Regions from separate parts of the Zea mays genome. Here region 1 is linked to region 2. Evidence: chromatin contacts called from public Hi-C data. All regions are on one chromosome and are shown on one strand. The core of a region is the stretch at or near the end of the contact, and the rest is flanking DNA. Distances in the headings are between cores, read along the strand shown.

Region 1 (7,630 bases), core at 2,761-5,260, 600 kb after region 2:
AGTCTGGGTGCACCGGACTGTCCGGTGGTGCACTGGACAGTGTCCGGTGCGCCAGGCTGGCTCTGGCGAACTTGCTGTTCTCGGGACTTCGACGGCGGTGTACGACTATAAATTACCGGACTGTCTGGTGGTGCACCGGACTGTCCGGTGAGCCATTCACAGGCGAACTCGTCGCTCTCGGGAGATGATTAACGGCGTACGACTATAATTCACCGGACTGTCCGGTGGTGCACCGGACTGTCCGGTGATCCAACGGTCGGCCGGGCCAACGGTCGGCCACGCGATCTGCGCGGGGCACGTGGCTGGGCCAACGGCTAGAAGGGGGCACCGGACTGTCCGGTGTGCACTGGACAGTGTCCGGTGCGCCAACGGCTCTGAATCTTCAATGGTCGGCTTCGCCAAAGAAGGAAAGAAATCTGCACCGGACTGTCTGGTGGTGCACCGAACTGTCCGGTGCGCCAGGCGACTGAAGGCAAGAATTGCCTTCCTGGAATGCTCTCAACGGCTCCTAGCTGCCTTGGGGCTATAAAAGGGACCCCTAGGCGCATGGAGGAACACACAAAGCATACTCTAAGCATTCATAAGCACCAAGACTTCGATTCCGCGCATTTGATTCTTTGTGAGAGCAACTAGAGCTCTATTTGAGTTGTGAACTCGTCGGGTTGTGTTGTGAGCTCTTGTTGCGACTTGTGTGCGTGTTGTCGCTCTGATTTTGTGTCTTGTGTGCGTTGCTCATCCCTCCCTTACTCCGTGCTTCTTTGTGAACATCAAAGTGTAAGGGCGAGAGACTCCAAGTTGTGGAGATTCCTCGCGAGCGGGATATAGTAAAGCAAAGCAAAACATCGTGGTATTCAAGTGGGTCTTTGGACCGCTTGAGAGGGGTTGATTGCAACCCTCGTCCGTTGGGACGCCACAACGTGGAGTAGGCAAGTTTTGTACTTGGCCGAACCACGGGATAAACCACTGTGTCTATCTGTGTTGATCCTCTTGTGGTTGTTGTGTTTTGCAAGAACTCCTCTCTAGCCACTTGGCCTTATTGTGCTAACGCTTAATCAAGTTTTTGTGGCTTTAAGTTTAAGTTTTTACAGGATCACCTATTCACCCCCCTTCTAGGTGCTCTCAACTATCAAGCATGATATAGTTGATAACCAGTGTAGCAATCTATACTTATACAATAATTCTTGGTACTTTGGTGCGACCAAGCGTGGCTATAGGGATGATGATATGTAACAGGTAGTGGTCTTAAGTATGTCTGTTGTCTATGTCATGGCAACGGTATGCTTGTTAGACAGACTATAACATCGTACATCATATGTAATGTGATGTATGGGAGACTTATCCAAATTGTCAACACATATTGCCATCCAGAGTAGACTTTGAGCATAGTGTCGTCCCTTTGGGGTCATCCTTCCATTGGAACATTGGCCAATTATATTCTTTAGTATATATGTTGATGCCTTAGAGATCCGAGGGGCCAATAGGAGCCTTAGACGACCAAGAGAAGATTTAGGTTGTTCGTTTCAAATTAAAGTCACTTGTTTGGACTGCTGTAACTGCAATCCATAGAGATAAAAACACTATAGAAATAATAAAAGTCGGTACGAATTAAAGCCAATCGAATATACCGTTAAACGAATGCCCCCCAAAATATAGGGCGTCATAGGACACCTAATGCATAGATTTTATGTCATTCTAATGTATAATGATGGTTGGAATTGTCTTACAATTTTAGGGATATGAGATCAAGCCTTCTAACATAGTAGGCTACTATAGCTAAAGGCCTAAAGCCAAGGTAGGTCCTTAGGCTCGGGACCACGAGTACAATAATAGGTGTGTTGTGTCGGACTAGGCCGTCCGATTGATCATCTATCCCAATTCTCTCTGTCTTTAAAATAACCGCAATGTTAAATTCAGACATATGTTTTACTCATGTCGTTAGGAGAATTTCTTCCTCTGATTATCATACAAGTTTTTAGGATGCCTCCAACACTACCAGAATTTGAGCCTTTGTCAAGTGTCAGGAGCTTTACCGAGTGCTTTTGTCGGACACTCGGCAAAGAAGCCTTTGTCGAGAGCCGCACTCGGCAAAGTCCTGCTCCCGGTAACGAGCTCGTTTACCGAGTGTAGGACTCTCGGCACAGAAATACGCTCGGCAAAGACTTCTTTGCCGAGTGCAGAACACTCGGCGAAGGTGGCGCTCGGCAAAGGGCCGTCAGCGGCCATCTAAAACTGACGGTCGTTAACCTTTGCCGAGGGCCGAGCGTTGACACTCGGCAAAGACGTCTTTACCGAGTGCCTTTTTTTGGCACTCGGCAAAGAATATTTTTATTTTTTTTATTTTGCCAACTAAATTTTTTATGCTATGTTTCTACACTATATAGACCTACATGTACCGTTTTGGGGACAATTATAACAGTGTTTTCTATAGCTGGTAGATTTAGTTCGTTTATTCCGGTAGTGCAACAACTTATTCATGACATCTCTCATCTTATCTCATCTCTTATTTCGAACTTCTCTCTTAGTACAATCTACAATATAAAAGAGTGTTTTACACCATCATATGCCTCATCTCCTGTTTGTACGTAGGAAGCCATGGCACGAGATAAACATGAGACGAAACGAGACGCGTCCTGTTGCTTCCCTTTCCGTCCGAGCAATGTTTGCGCTCCTTTCAATTCACCGACTGCTGTCATCCTTTTTGGTTCATTCTCCGCGATTTATCCTTGGCAACCTTGCCGATTATAGGATCGACAATCGAATCCACATCTTTCTTTATCTCGTCGACCTGCTCATGGTAAGCGAGCACAACAACAGTTATCCTCTTTATGTTTGTATGTGTAATAAAGATGAGACGTTTTCTACGGTTCAGGGCCATCCATTATTTAGATAGATCATAGATCTAATAAGGCTGGTTATAGAGCCATCCACTTCTTTACGGTCAGATCTCATGAAGATGCTGTCAGTCAGTCTCAGCATCCAAAATATTATATTAGCAACTACTACTGGCAATAATAGACTAGCTTGCGTACGTAACTAAACCAACCTTCTCGATCAGGGCCTCAGCCTTGTCGGCGTCTTCCTCGACCACGTGCATGACCTTCTTGATCCTGGAGGCTGCTTCCTTGATGCTCTCGTTGCCGGGGAACTCGTCGGCGACCTCGCCGGCGACCTTCTCCGTCGCCTCCGCCACCTTGTCGATCACCTCGATCGCCACCTCCGCCGTCTTCTCTATCTTGTCTGTCATGCGCGCACCGCGATCAAAAACATGACGGCACGCGCTATGTGCTGTACTGTAGTAGGAAATGGTCTCGCGAACCGATGAATACGCGATCCATCGATCGATCGATATCTGTTTACCTTCTAAAGCTCTGAACCTCCTGTACATGGGCACTGCAAATATGACGGCGCCAGCCACCCACTTGACCCTGATCGAGGAGCGAGAAGAAAAAATCCATCGATCAGATACATTCAGAAACAAGCAACGACGCAAGTGTCAGCTGTGTTCTTCGCTCACCACGGAGGAATCTTGGGCACCGGGAGGTTGTTCCCTCCTGACGGCGACGGATTCGCTGCAGGGACCGAACGACCGACTGCAGGAACCCTGAACCAGAACAACAAGTGAAACTTTGCACACAAAGCCGGCAAGCCGCTGTGCGGATGCAAGCTGAAGGCTGCTACTGAGGTCTGGAAAAGACTTGCTTGGATCTGTACACGAGGAGCTCTGTAGGAAAGGGAGGCGTTTTTTACCGTGTAGTGGTAATTCCTTTGATGGGCAAGGCATTGTTCGTGCCTGAAGAACTCATCGCCAAGCCATTAAGGCTTCGCTGGTGTTGAGACGACGACGCACAGGCCACTGCATTCCCGTGGCGACGCCGACGATGAGGAATCGCAGGGGTGTGCAGCGCCAAGCCCGTGGAGGTAACAGAAGCAGGACCGAGCGCGGCCATGTGGTTTGTTGATGAACAAGGGCTGAAGATTGGGGGGACGAGGACGACTAAGCTTGTGTTGCTGTCTTCTTCTATGTAGCCGATGCCGATGCCGTGCCGTGCCGTGAGACCTCTCTCTTTAAAAAACAGAAATAAGAAAAAAAATATGAAAAACTGTCAGATCTATCTCTGTGAGCCAACTAGCAGTATGCTGAAGGAGAACGTGGTCAGTCGTCAGATGTGTCCATTTGTACAGAAAAAGAGCACGAGGCAATAGAGATAAGCACGCGGGAACTAGAACCGGTGGCGCTAGTACAATAAAAGCTCTCGCTGCCAACAAAAAAAACACGGGCTCTTGTATTGTATTCTTGCATATGTTTTTAAAGCTTAATTGCGATTTCTCTCTCATTTTTTTTAACTTTGTTATTTTGCTAACGGTGATATTTCATCTAGGAAGTCTAGTTTTCCCATATGATTTTGCCCCTGTTTTTATAGTGTTCTATGAATTTAACATCTGTTTTGACATCAAATATATGAACAACAATTCATAAGAACTTCTACTGGAAAAATTATAAGTAGTTCAAATTTAAGTAAAGTTTAGCAAGCCGAACAGGGTTATTCATCAACCATGAGGACTACTTTGGAAACTTTAAATATCCTTTGGGATTTGAGAGAATTGAGTTGGAAATGAACTAATTTCCTCTCCAATCCCCTTCGATTTCGAAGGTGACTTGAGTTTTCTAATTAGCCCTGAGAGGCTTTCTCCTCGGGCTTTTTTTTTGTGTTGCCATTATTATGGATGGATAACCCGAGATGATATTTAGACGCGCCATGTTGCTTCCGTATTTTCCTCTATTTTTCTTTATGAGCATCTACTATAGTTTAGCACCCTGAAATAAAACTTAGGAAGTCGCTAAAATAATTTGAAGTAAAAATATTTATGCTTTAATAATTCTATATTTATTGGTTGCTAATTTTTTAAGTTGTCTGTCAACAAAAAATATAGATGTTAGCTTTCGTTCTGTTTTTAATTAAACTAGGATAGAAATCAGTATCAACAACATTCTCCGATATCTTTGAAGGTTGGAGTTGTCCGAAAACAAAGACGGTTGCGACGACAGCACATGAGATGCTCAGACGCTGCCTCGATATAAGAGGTTGTTTAATGGTGACGGCAGACTATCTTTAGCAGCTTATCTATACCTATATTCAAATTTCACTTTGCGAACAGTGAAGTATATAATGCAGAACAATGCAAAACAATGCTTATGGATAAACTTTGGATGATCTGCTGGAGTTAGTCTGACGCTGGAGGTAGAATTATGGTTAATAGGATGGTAGGATGACGTGAAACAGAGGTTGAAGTTTGCTTTTTACGATGGACTTAGCATTTAGGGAGTCTCAACTTTGTTGATATATGTAGGGAAGGAATTGAGTTTTATAAGAAGTAAGTAAATTTAAGAACATGTATTATATAACTGTTAGAGAATAGCTTTTTCTCGAAAACTTCTTAGATTTATATTTAGTGATTTGTTTACATGCGGTAGGTATTTTCTTCCGGTTACCACCGCGGCACCGCTTAACCAATCTTTATACCTTCAATAATCTACATCATGTCATTGCCTCCTCCTTGGTTCCTTCTCTCTAGGTTTCTTTATCCTTGACAACCTTGTCGATTAAGGGATCGACGATTGAATCAACTTGTTCCTTTATCTCGTCAACCTGATCAATGCAAGCGATCACAATAGTTATCATCTCTATGAATACAAATGAAATAACCACGTATAGATATAGTCTAAGGTCCACATATTTTCGTCAGTAGGTATTGTTCGATTATTTCTATCCTAGGTGAATTCGATGGGATTAAAAAAATTATGAAATTTTTTAACTTGTTCGAGTTTGAAACTCATTCAATCCTACCCAATCCATATGGATTGAGAGTAAAACAAATAAGCCCTAAATAAATTACACGATGGGCTACGGAATCGTGGCTACCCAGAAATTGTTGGTAACCAACTGAACATATCAAAAAATAGGTCAAAACAGCTTCTAGCTAGCTCTCCTAGCTACTCAATGCTCCTACCAGCTATTCACCATGCTTATAAAGCTATTCCGTTTATATATTATAAAAACTTCACGCGTCGTAGCTTCGCTAAGGATTTGTGTGGCTATAATTATAATCACATTAATTTGTATTTATTAGAGTGGATTAAAGTAAAAAAAAATTAACTAATATTCGTGTCAACCACTCTAAAACATGGATTGAGGTGAATATGAATACAACCAACCAAACAACTCCAACTTAATTTTTTTAACCTATTTCAGTAGCTAGCTGTCCTTAATTGGCACCATGCAACCTAGGCTCTTTAATTGGCGCTTCACATGCGGCAGGAAGTCACTATCACAACGCTATAGGTATTAGACTAGTGCAGGTCAGCACGTACTGACGTACCCAGTACCTACCTCCAAGTCTCCAACTAACAAACAAACAAACAAAAAAGCAAGGAACACGAGTTGGCAATGCAACTCGCAAGACAGACAATGAACCAGGTAAGCAGCGGCGGCGGCGGCGGTCACTCTCATCCGGCTTCTAATTATTAAACCGAGTGTGTAACACAAGCAAATTGTTTCATCACAACTTATAGACGAAACAACAACTTCGTATATAACAATAATACTAGTACATAATGGAAACTTGACGGATTGGTTTGGTGAGCCAGCAAAAAAAATAAAAATAAAATGAAAACGATGCCAAACAAAGTCGAGCGACCCCCGGCCCCACTCCTTCCTACTCTGTGATCTGTCTTTGTACCAAGTTGTCCAGTATAAATACAGTTTTATAGTACCACCATCCATTGCACTTCCTGGTATAGTAAGAGTAAAAGCCCAACCGAAAACGTACGTGCTAGCCACTCTCTCACAACACTAGTCCCAGTCCCAGGCAGGCAACCGAACCAGATCGGTTAGACCAGCACGTATCTCCAGCTCCACAGCATCATCAATCGAGCGAAGCAAAAGTAGCTGGCGCGCAGTGACTTGCAAGCCACGAGCTTTTAACGCAGTATACAGTAGCAAACTAGCAACAAGCGACCCTGGACGAATTGAAGCCCGCCGTAACCACCAAAATCCTAGCGTGCCGGGTGGTAATCGATCGCGATCCAAATGACTCTTTACAATTTGTTAGGGTACTAAATTATTTCTAGTTCAAAAATAAATATAAACAAAATCCGATCCTAATTCGATTCGATCTTTAAGTTTTATAGTGTAAAATTTGAGGCCCATTGTCAGCCCTAAGGCTGGTGGCAGTGCGGGCGGCAGTGCGGGCGAGAGGCGGGCGATGGCGCTCGTGTCCGGCGAGAGCGGGCGGTATCGCCTCGCTCTCGCCCGCGTTGGAGCGCCCGCCCGGGCGAGAGGCGGGCGAGAGGGAGGCGAGGCACTGGCGGGGCGAGAGCGACGTGACGCGATCTGATTGGTCCACGTGTCGCGATATGATTGGTCCACGTGTGCTAGCCGTTGCAACTAGCCGTTGTTTGACCGTTTGGAGTCCAAAAAATTCGAAAAAAATTGCAAAAAATCACAAATTTCATCCCCAATCCCTCTATATACTTTGTCTGCTAGATGACGAAGAAGAGGAACCAGAAGCGGAACGTGAAGAGGAGGAAGATGAGGATGAGATTGAGGAGTCCGATTAGAGTTATGTAATT
Region 2 (7,640 bases), core at 2,324-4,823:
GCTCCCGGCCATCAGGAAGAGAGCCAGTGATGTACTGCCAGCCCAGCGCATCGCTCTCAAGATCAGCATCCAGTAACGTGTCCCAAAAGTACTTCATGCCCCATCGCCATGGAAGCTGGAGGACCTTGACGAAGAAGCTTGCCACCACCACACGTATCCGGTCATGCAGCCACCCCGTCGCCCACAGCTCCCTCATGCCAGCGTCGACGAGCGGGTACCCGGTCCTTCCCTGCCTCCAAATCTTGAAGTAGCTCTCGTCCACCACCCAGGGGAAGAACCTGAGGTGCGCCAGGAGGGGCCTCTCATGGCTGCTCGGGTGATTGAAGCTCAGGTACCGGGAGTACTCCCGCAGGCCGATGGAACGGAGGAACAGGGTGCAGCTCTCCTCGGCAGCGTGGTTGCCCTCGTTGCTCCACACGAGCTGCTTCATGCGAACTAGGTGGAAGACCTTGCGCACGCTAAGCTCGCCGAAGTGCAGGTGAGGCGACAGCAGGGACGTGCTCGCGCTATCGGCCTTCTTGCGGTTCACTGAGTAGTCGGCCAGTGGGCCGTTGAGGAAGGCCGTCAGCGCCTTGTCTGCGTTCTGCCACCCTGGCGTCCACGCTCGGGCCAGAAGAGCGTTGCTTCCCCTCTCTGACTCGTCCTCAAAGATCAGATCCTCCGATGGGCACATCGATAAGTCACCTGTTCATAATTCCAGCCAGCCAATCAACTAAAGAGCTAATTCAACATCATCTTGTAGCAGAAGCACAATGTGTCGTCAGTAAGCTATCTGTACAAGTAGAAGCTAGAAAAATTTAAACTCATAGTCCTTCAAGCACCTGAATTGATCCTCTTCGGGGGCAGAAGCGGTGCAGGGGGGTCATACGGCATGCTGAGGCACCTGTTCCAGAACGGGTCGAACATGGTGAATGGCTGCCCTTCATCATCGACAACTTCCCATGGCTCGTACAGCAGATCCGAATTGAAAGATTGCACAACGATGCCCTCAGCCGCCAGCATCTCCTTCAACCGGCGGTCCCTGACCAGTGAGATCGGGTCTGAAAAGATGGTGACACAGTAAGATGAGATGGACTCAAAGGCCTAAAGCATCTTCTCTTAGTACCAGGCCAAGCAATTAGTGGAGTGAAAACTAAAGCACTACAGAACTACTATATGTGGAACTTGGCATACCTCAATGGGATGGACTAGGGAAGCAAAGAACTTTTGTGAGTTAAGGAGACGGCGAAATGCTGGGATTTTACTCAGTTGGCAAGTGGAGGTTTATCAAGACTCAAGGCTTGAGACCAGGGCTCTTGCTCAACTGGGAAGCAGTTGACATGTGGAGTTACGAGTTCTAATATATCAAGCACAACCTCAATAATATAAAGATCTGCTCGACATGGAACAATTCAGATGAATAGTGAAACAAAAAAGAAAGAAACTGCAATTGATTTGTTTTATCTAGTGAAGCCAAGTTCGATAATTGTGTACCAAGGAGGGGAATCCTGGATACAATCGCTGAGTGATAACAATATAAAAAGAAATCAATAACAATATGAGAGGAAGAATATTTCCTACTGGGTGGAAGCATGGAACAAACCGTATAGATGATTGAAGTAGACGTGCGTGGCGCCGGTGTCGCGGACCAGCTGGAGCAGCGCGACGGCGGCGTCGGCCGACCTCCGCGTGACAAGCTTTCCCGCCCCAAGGCGGCGGAGCGAGGCGTCCAGGTGGTTCAGGCTCTGGCTGATCCACCACCGGGATACGCGGCCGGGGTAGTAAGGGCCCTCCTCCTCTGGCGACCAGACGTACGCCGGCACCACCTCCCCACCGGCACGCGCCGCCGCCGCGAGCGCCGGGTTGTCCTCCACCCTGAGGTCCCTCCGGAACCACACCACGATCCTCATCGCCGGGTCCCCGCCGCACAGGGACGTCAGGAAGCCATGGAGCCAGGAATAATGAGTGGTGCGCTGAGACCCACTGCTTTCTTCCTCTTCTCCCCCGAGATTCCCAAGAACAGTGGAGGAGTGGGCGCACGAGTCGTAGAGTAGTAATTTCCCCCCTACTCTTCTCTTCTCTGATGTTTGCAGTTGGTGCTTCTGGTTTCTGCTGGGACAGTTCTCGTCCAGTGGAGAAAGAGGCTGTGGATATCAGGATTGCTTGGCTAGGTTTGATCTAACTTTTCTCCTTGTCCATTTGCCTCCCTGGCCCTCACCGTTTCCCTCTATATAATATTCCCTACTCTGTATTACAATAGCATTATTATTCCGACAGAGAAAATTAAAGGGGGAGAAATCAAAATGGTTTGTTAATAGTGGAATTCTCTACTTATCGGCTTTCCCGTGAAATACTAGGCTTTGCTTTCATTGAGATAAGATAACTTCACTTTAAGAACAAAACAGGGCTACAAAAACCAAAAAAAAAAGCAAGGATTAAATTTCTCAAAGCAAAAGGCATCCCGTAAAGTTTGGAGCGGCACGTTTGATTATTTTTAGCAAAAAAATGCTGTGAGTGCCTTTTTCTGCCCACTGTGATCAAAGTAACACAGCTATCTCTCTCTCTCTCTCTCCTCTCTCTCTCTCTCCTCTCCAAACAAGTATCCTAGCCTTTGCCATTTTCCTTTGGTGCGAATGTTCGACGTCTTCTCTAATAATGCTGGCAAAAAAGAGTCCGTCTTATCTAATGCAAAAAGGCAAGCTTTATCCAGAAAAAAAATGTCTTCTTGGTTGGTTCAAACCCTTTTTATTGTACCGTTGTAGGGACCACACATCGCCTAACAATGGATTAATAATCGAGCTTTCACGTTCTAGTTTATCAATGGAGCAACTCCAACTCTCCAAGAGTCTCTTCACATCAATAATAATCTAAAAGATTCTCTCCATATTAACCTTTTTATTGCCATCCAACTGTTTCTTTTTAGTTAGAATCTCTAATTATTGTCACACTATATTTTGGAGATATATAGAGCCGCGCGTGTTCGTATCTCAGTGAGCAATTCTGCTCCTACGTTACGTTAGATATAAATCAAAGTACATGATTAATGATAAAACGCAACATATATAGTCCTACCGGATAAGCTCTATATGCAAAGCAGTTCCTGGATGGGCGGCGCATGGACGTGAGGCGCGTCGGGGGCCCCCCTTTTCTTTCCTTTCCTTTCCTGACAGCGCTGTGCACTTGTGCATGCTTGACCTGTAGTACTGATCTAAAAAAGGCTTGGGAAACTTGGATGATGGAGCCCGGCTACGCATGGCTGGCCTGGCCTAATGCCTGCCTTTGCATCCAGATCCTCGTGACGACGAATATATATATTCGCTGTGGTCGATCGTCTGTAGATGATGATAAGAGAACCTATCTTAACGCATGATCGTTCATGGGTGGCACGCACGTCCAACGGACGCGACGCTGTCCTGTCACCTCGTCCTCGTCCTCGTCCTAGTGCCCGGAAAAGCACGAGAGCTAGCGCTGCTGCTCCGAAACAGGGAGGGCTCCTCCTCAAACTCGTTTCAGTTGCAGACCGCGAACCCCAACGTTGTGCAGTGTTCCGTGTGCGTCGGAGGAGCGGCCGGGGATTAGAGATGGAATGGGTCGATGGGGGCCCGGCCGCGGATGATGCCCATTCCATTCCATTCCATTCCATTCGGGCGGTCGCTGTTGCCGCCCTTGCGCCTTTTGCGTGGGTGGGCGCATAAAGTCGCTCGCGACGACGGCGGCGATGCCATCGCCATCTGCCGCGCGCGATTTCATTCCACGATGGGGGAGATAGATGATGGTGCGGCCTGCTCCGTCCGTGTAAGCATGTTTAGGATACTTCCACACCTCAGAACAAAAAAAAAATCTAGATTTATTACGTAGTAGCTTCATCAGCTATCCATCTTATCTTTGAAATAGACCTAATGCGGCTGCGTCTGTTCTTCTTTCTCCCGGCTACGTGTGGCCACGGCCACGGCTGAGATGGGAGAGCACGCGCGCGGGCGCGGGCGGCCATGCCGCGCGGCTAGGGCCTGATGGTATATGGTCGGGCGCGGCTAGGGTCTTGGTGGAGCGCGCACATCCGGCCACGGCGGCCTGCGGTTTCGTGCGGGCTAGAGGCGGCGCGGCCGGAGGTGGGACGGCACGATCGAGTTAGGCCGGCGCCAGCGGCCGGAGGCGCCACGGGCAGGCACAGCGAGGCTGAAGCCTGATGCTGTTCCTGCGGGCGGCGGTGAAAGCGAGTAACAGCGAGGAAGAAATTGTGGAAATTTGATGCAATCAGTGAAGGGTGCTTCCGGGTTGGCTTCGAATTTGATGCAATCAGTGTTGTCCAAAGATGTCGGTTGCGCAACTAGCACTCGAGGTTAGTGTGGGAATTGGGCCGGGACAGGCCGGCCCGGTCCGTCATTGTGTTTCGTGTCAAATTGTAACACCAAGAAAATGTGTACGATGAGGGTATAGTAAATCTCATTATGTTGTGTGCCATATATTCATCGTAACAAGAACATACCTATAATTAAGGGTGATTAGTTAAAATAAAAGATACTAAAATAGAATATGCATCATGCTGAGGTTTTGCTTTGTGAAGCATTTTGTGACAATATAAAAAAATAATGTAAAAAGAAAAATGTTGGTACCCAAATTGGAATTGGAATTCTAAAGGAAATTCTATAATTTGAGAAAGAGAAGGAAAAACCACACAAAAACAAAGGATATGGATGTATAAGTAAATATAAAATTGTTTATACCAATATTTGAGATTGTACATTTGATCTAAGTTTGAACTCTGTTTACATTTAATTCAAAATAGAAATACAAAATATGAGAGGAATTGAAAATAGAAAGAAAGGAAAAATAAATAAACAAAGGAAAAGGTTTATCACCTATGCTGGGCCCCGGGGTTGAATTCGGCCCATTCCCCAAACCCCACGCACCAGCCCATCTCTCCACCTGTGTGCGCCTGTGTCACTTACATGTGGGTCCCCACCGCAGCCGGCCAGCTCTTCGCACGCGGGCCCGTATGTCGCGCGCAGTGGGATGATCCTCTGACGCATGGGGCCCGTCTGTCATTACTTGGTGCGGTCCGTCAACTGGGGGGATGCCAGATCCGCGCGATTGTCGCCGTACTCACCCACCTCGCGCGAGATGCTCGCCGCCATTGCCGTGAATCGTGGACGACCGCCTTCCAGCCCGAGCCGAGCCCACGGAGGATAAGTGGGAGCACTCCCCTGCTCCCTCCTTCGCCCACCCAGCCTTCTCCTCTTCCTCGTGCAATCCGCCTGGTGGTCGACCGCTCGGTCTCCATCTCCCAAGCCGTCGGACCGGCCTCCTCCCAGCCACCATGGGCCCTGCTCCTCTTCAGCTTCCCCTCCGCGCAGGCTCACCTTTGGTCGTCGTGAGGACACCAGCAGGCTCCAAATCCGAACGCTCGTGCTCCAACTTTGGCCGGTCACCATCCTCTACACCGAGATCTTCCTGGTGCGCGGGTCCTTGGCCACCATCTCTGGGCGCCGCTGCCCAAGTCCGACCACAGCCCCTACCTCGACGCCGCCTGATTCAAGAGCCACGCTCGGCATCATCCCTGGCGGCCGAGCTCCAGAACTTTCGGGGAAGATCGCCGCTGAAGCTCACTGGGGAGCACCCTTGCTACTCGACGTGAGCGCCATATCTCCCAGTCCGTGGGCTAGTCGGCGTGGGTTGGCTCAAGGTACCGAATCAAGTGCATTTATCTCGTTCAATACAATGCCTCTGCGCCTGGCGAAAGAAATCCGTCGGGGGTTACCATGGGGCAGCGAATTCCTCACTGGCATTGTGTGTTCCACTGTGCACCGCCAGGCGTCGTGGACAGGAATCCTAGGAGCCCAATCGCCGGTAAGAAGGCCTCATCTACGATCGCATTTGTCTCTACTGCGCCTAGAATCTATTCGTGCTTAAGAAATAAGAACGGTGTCCTGGGCAGCCAGGGCCTTCTCCGGTGTGATTGTGCGGTGCGAAGGGGCGGCGCCGCCGCACACTGGGTTGGGGTGGAGAAGTCGGTCTGGCGCCGTCGGATTAGACTGGTGCGACCACGATTAGAAGTTAGGAACGATGGTCACTGGCCGTTGATCTCCCTTTGATCGGCTCAGATTAGAGGTCCGATACTGATTTGGCCTGGTGCGATCTGAACCGTTAACCTGATGAGATGCGGCTCAGATCAAAATGGGTCGATGGAGCCGTGTGGGCCGCTGATCGGTGATCCGATGGCCGTTGAGGCGTAACCCTTCGCGATCTAATCTGAGCCACCCACTTAGGATCGGACGGCTGTCATGTGGAGATACCCCTTCACGGCGCAGGTTTTGCAAAAGAACCCTTACAGTTTAAGAAATCAACCCACCGTTCTGGCGCTGGTACTCTGTGTCTTAGGAATTCTTGCGCAGAAGACCCTGTCTTTTCCAGCATTTGACGCCCAGTCCAGAGACATAGGAAATTGAATAAATTAATACAGAAAATGCTTTTCTAGTATAAAAATAATTATAGATCTTGTTTAATTCCTAGAAAATTCATACTAACTCCTTTTTAGTCCATTCCAATTCCTATAATTTTATTATATTATTGTTTATCATCTAATGTCTCTGTTTTGATATGAAAACAATAATAAAATTGATCTTCCAAATAATTTCATATCAAACACATAAAACCTTCAGAAATTCATAACTCACAATCCATAACTCCGATTTTAGTGATTTTTGTTCCCACGATCTCGTAGCAACGCGTAGAATATTATTATTTAGTTTGTACTTATGGTTGGTGTGATGTTGATTTTATCTATACCATGTTTGCTTGTATTGCTACGACTAGCGCGAGGACACGTGTCATCTGAAAAGCAGTTGGTACCTGGAATCTCAAGTGTCAGGCAAGTTGTGCCCTTGATTCACTTTTGTTACCTAATAATGTTCTTTATAATCATTTACCATGCATAGGTTTAATTTTGATGGGACCCAATAGGTCACCCTAGATTGTTTATCTCATTACCTTGTTTGCCCCTGAATCACATGGGTAGTTTTTGCTATTGTTTTATATGGTTTTGGGATAATCATTTATTATATCCATGTTCCAGTTATTATGTTATTTTATTTATGTTCATGACAAGATTATTATATTATTGTTAATTGGAACATGGAGCTTAACTTGAGAAACACGTGCCACCAAAAGGGAGGAATGGGACCCCTTGGCTGACTAATTAGGAAAGCTAGTGGAAGACTACCTTACCCGAAAGGGGCAAGGGCAGTAGGGGAGTTGCATGCAAGGAGGTTCTCGGGTTGATTTGCTGCGATGGCGGTCAGACGGGGGATTCTTGCAAGTGCTCTTCCCATAAACTATAGCGGGTTTTCGGAAGCTAGTGGAACTTTGTAAAGGCCTCGTAGTGGATCCCTAGCCATTCACCTTGGTAGTGTCTAAGGGCCTAGCTAACCCTGGCGACATGGGAAACACGACTTGTGGGTAAAGGGTACAACCTCTGCAGAGTGTAAAACTGGTATACTAGCCGAGCTCACAGTCATGAGCGGCTCAGGACTCTCCGATGATTAAATTATGGAACCTAAACTCAATTTGTCATTTGCATATGCATAGGATTATTTATTAATTTTGTTCTATTACTTTTATTTAAGGTTTGGTATTTACTTACACTTAGTAATTGCTAATAAAAT

Evidence for each region. A called contact is a pair of places that touch in the nucleus more often than the background predicts.
Region 1: a Hi-C map of tassel shows a contact between it and region 2, with 2.4 times the contacts expected there. The contact joins the promoter of LOC100272664 here to the promoter of LOC103648599 in region 2. A contact is called at or near these places in 2 of 25 Hi-C or Micro-C datasets (ear and tassel).

The regions. Positions count from the first base shown.
Region 1 is chr2:45,987,655-45,995,284 of Zm-B73-REFERENCE-NAM-5.0, forward strand. It overlaps LOC100272664, which reads right to left and starts at 4,011. Exons shown (of 5, transcript NM_001359666.1): 1 at 3,748-4,011; 2 at 3,515-3,601; 3 at 3,358-3,425; 4 at 3,044-3,237; 5 at 2,483-2,785. The coding sequence starts at 3,947. The coding sequence ends at 2,690. It overlaps LOC110117500, which reads right to left. Exons shown (of 5, transcript NM_001147836.1): 5 at 5,425-5,648. The coding sequence ends at 5,571.
Region 2 is chr2:45,386,815-45,394,454 of Zm-B73-REFERENCE-NAM-5.0, forward strand. It overlaps LOC103648599, which reads left to right and starts at 3,574. Exons shown (of 3, transcript XM_035965058.1): 1 at 3,574-3,754; 2 at 5,171-5,662; 3 at 5,791-6,462. The coding sequence starts at 3,574. The coding sequence ends at 6,071. LOC100194126 (cryptochrome2) reads right to left here and starts at 2,126. Exons shown (of 5, transcript NM_001359400.1): 1 at 1,583-2,126; 2 at 822-1,040; 3 at 1-684. The coding sequence starts at 1,889.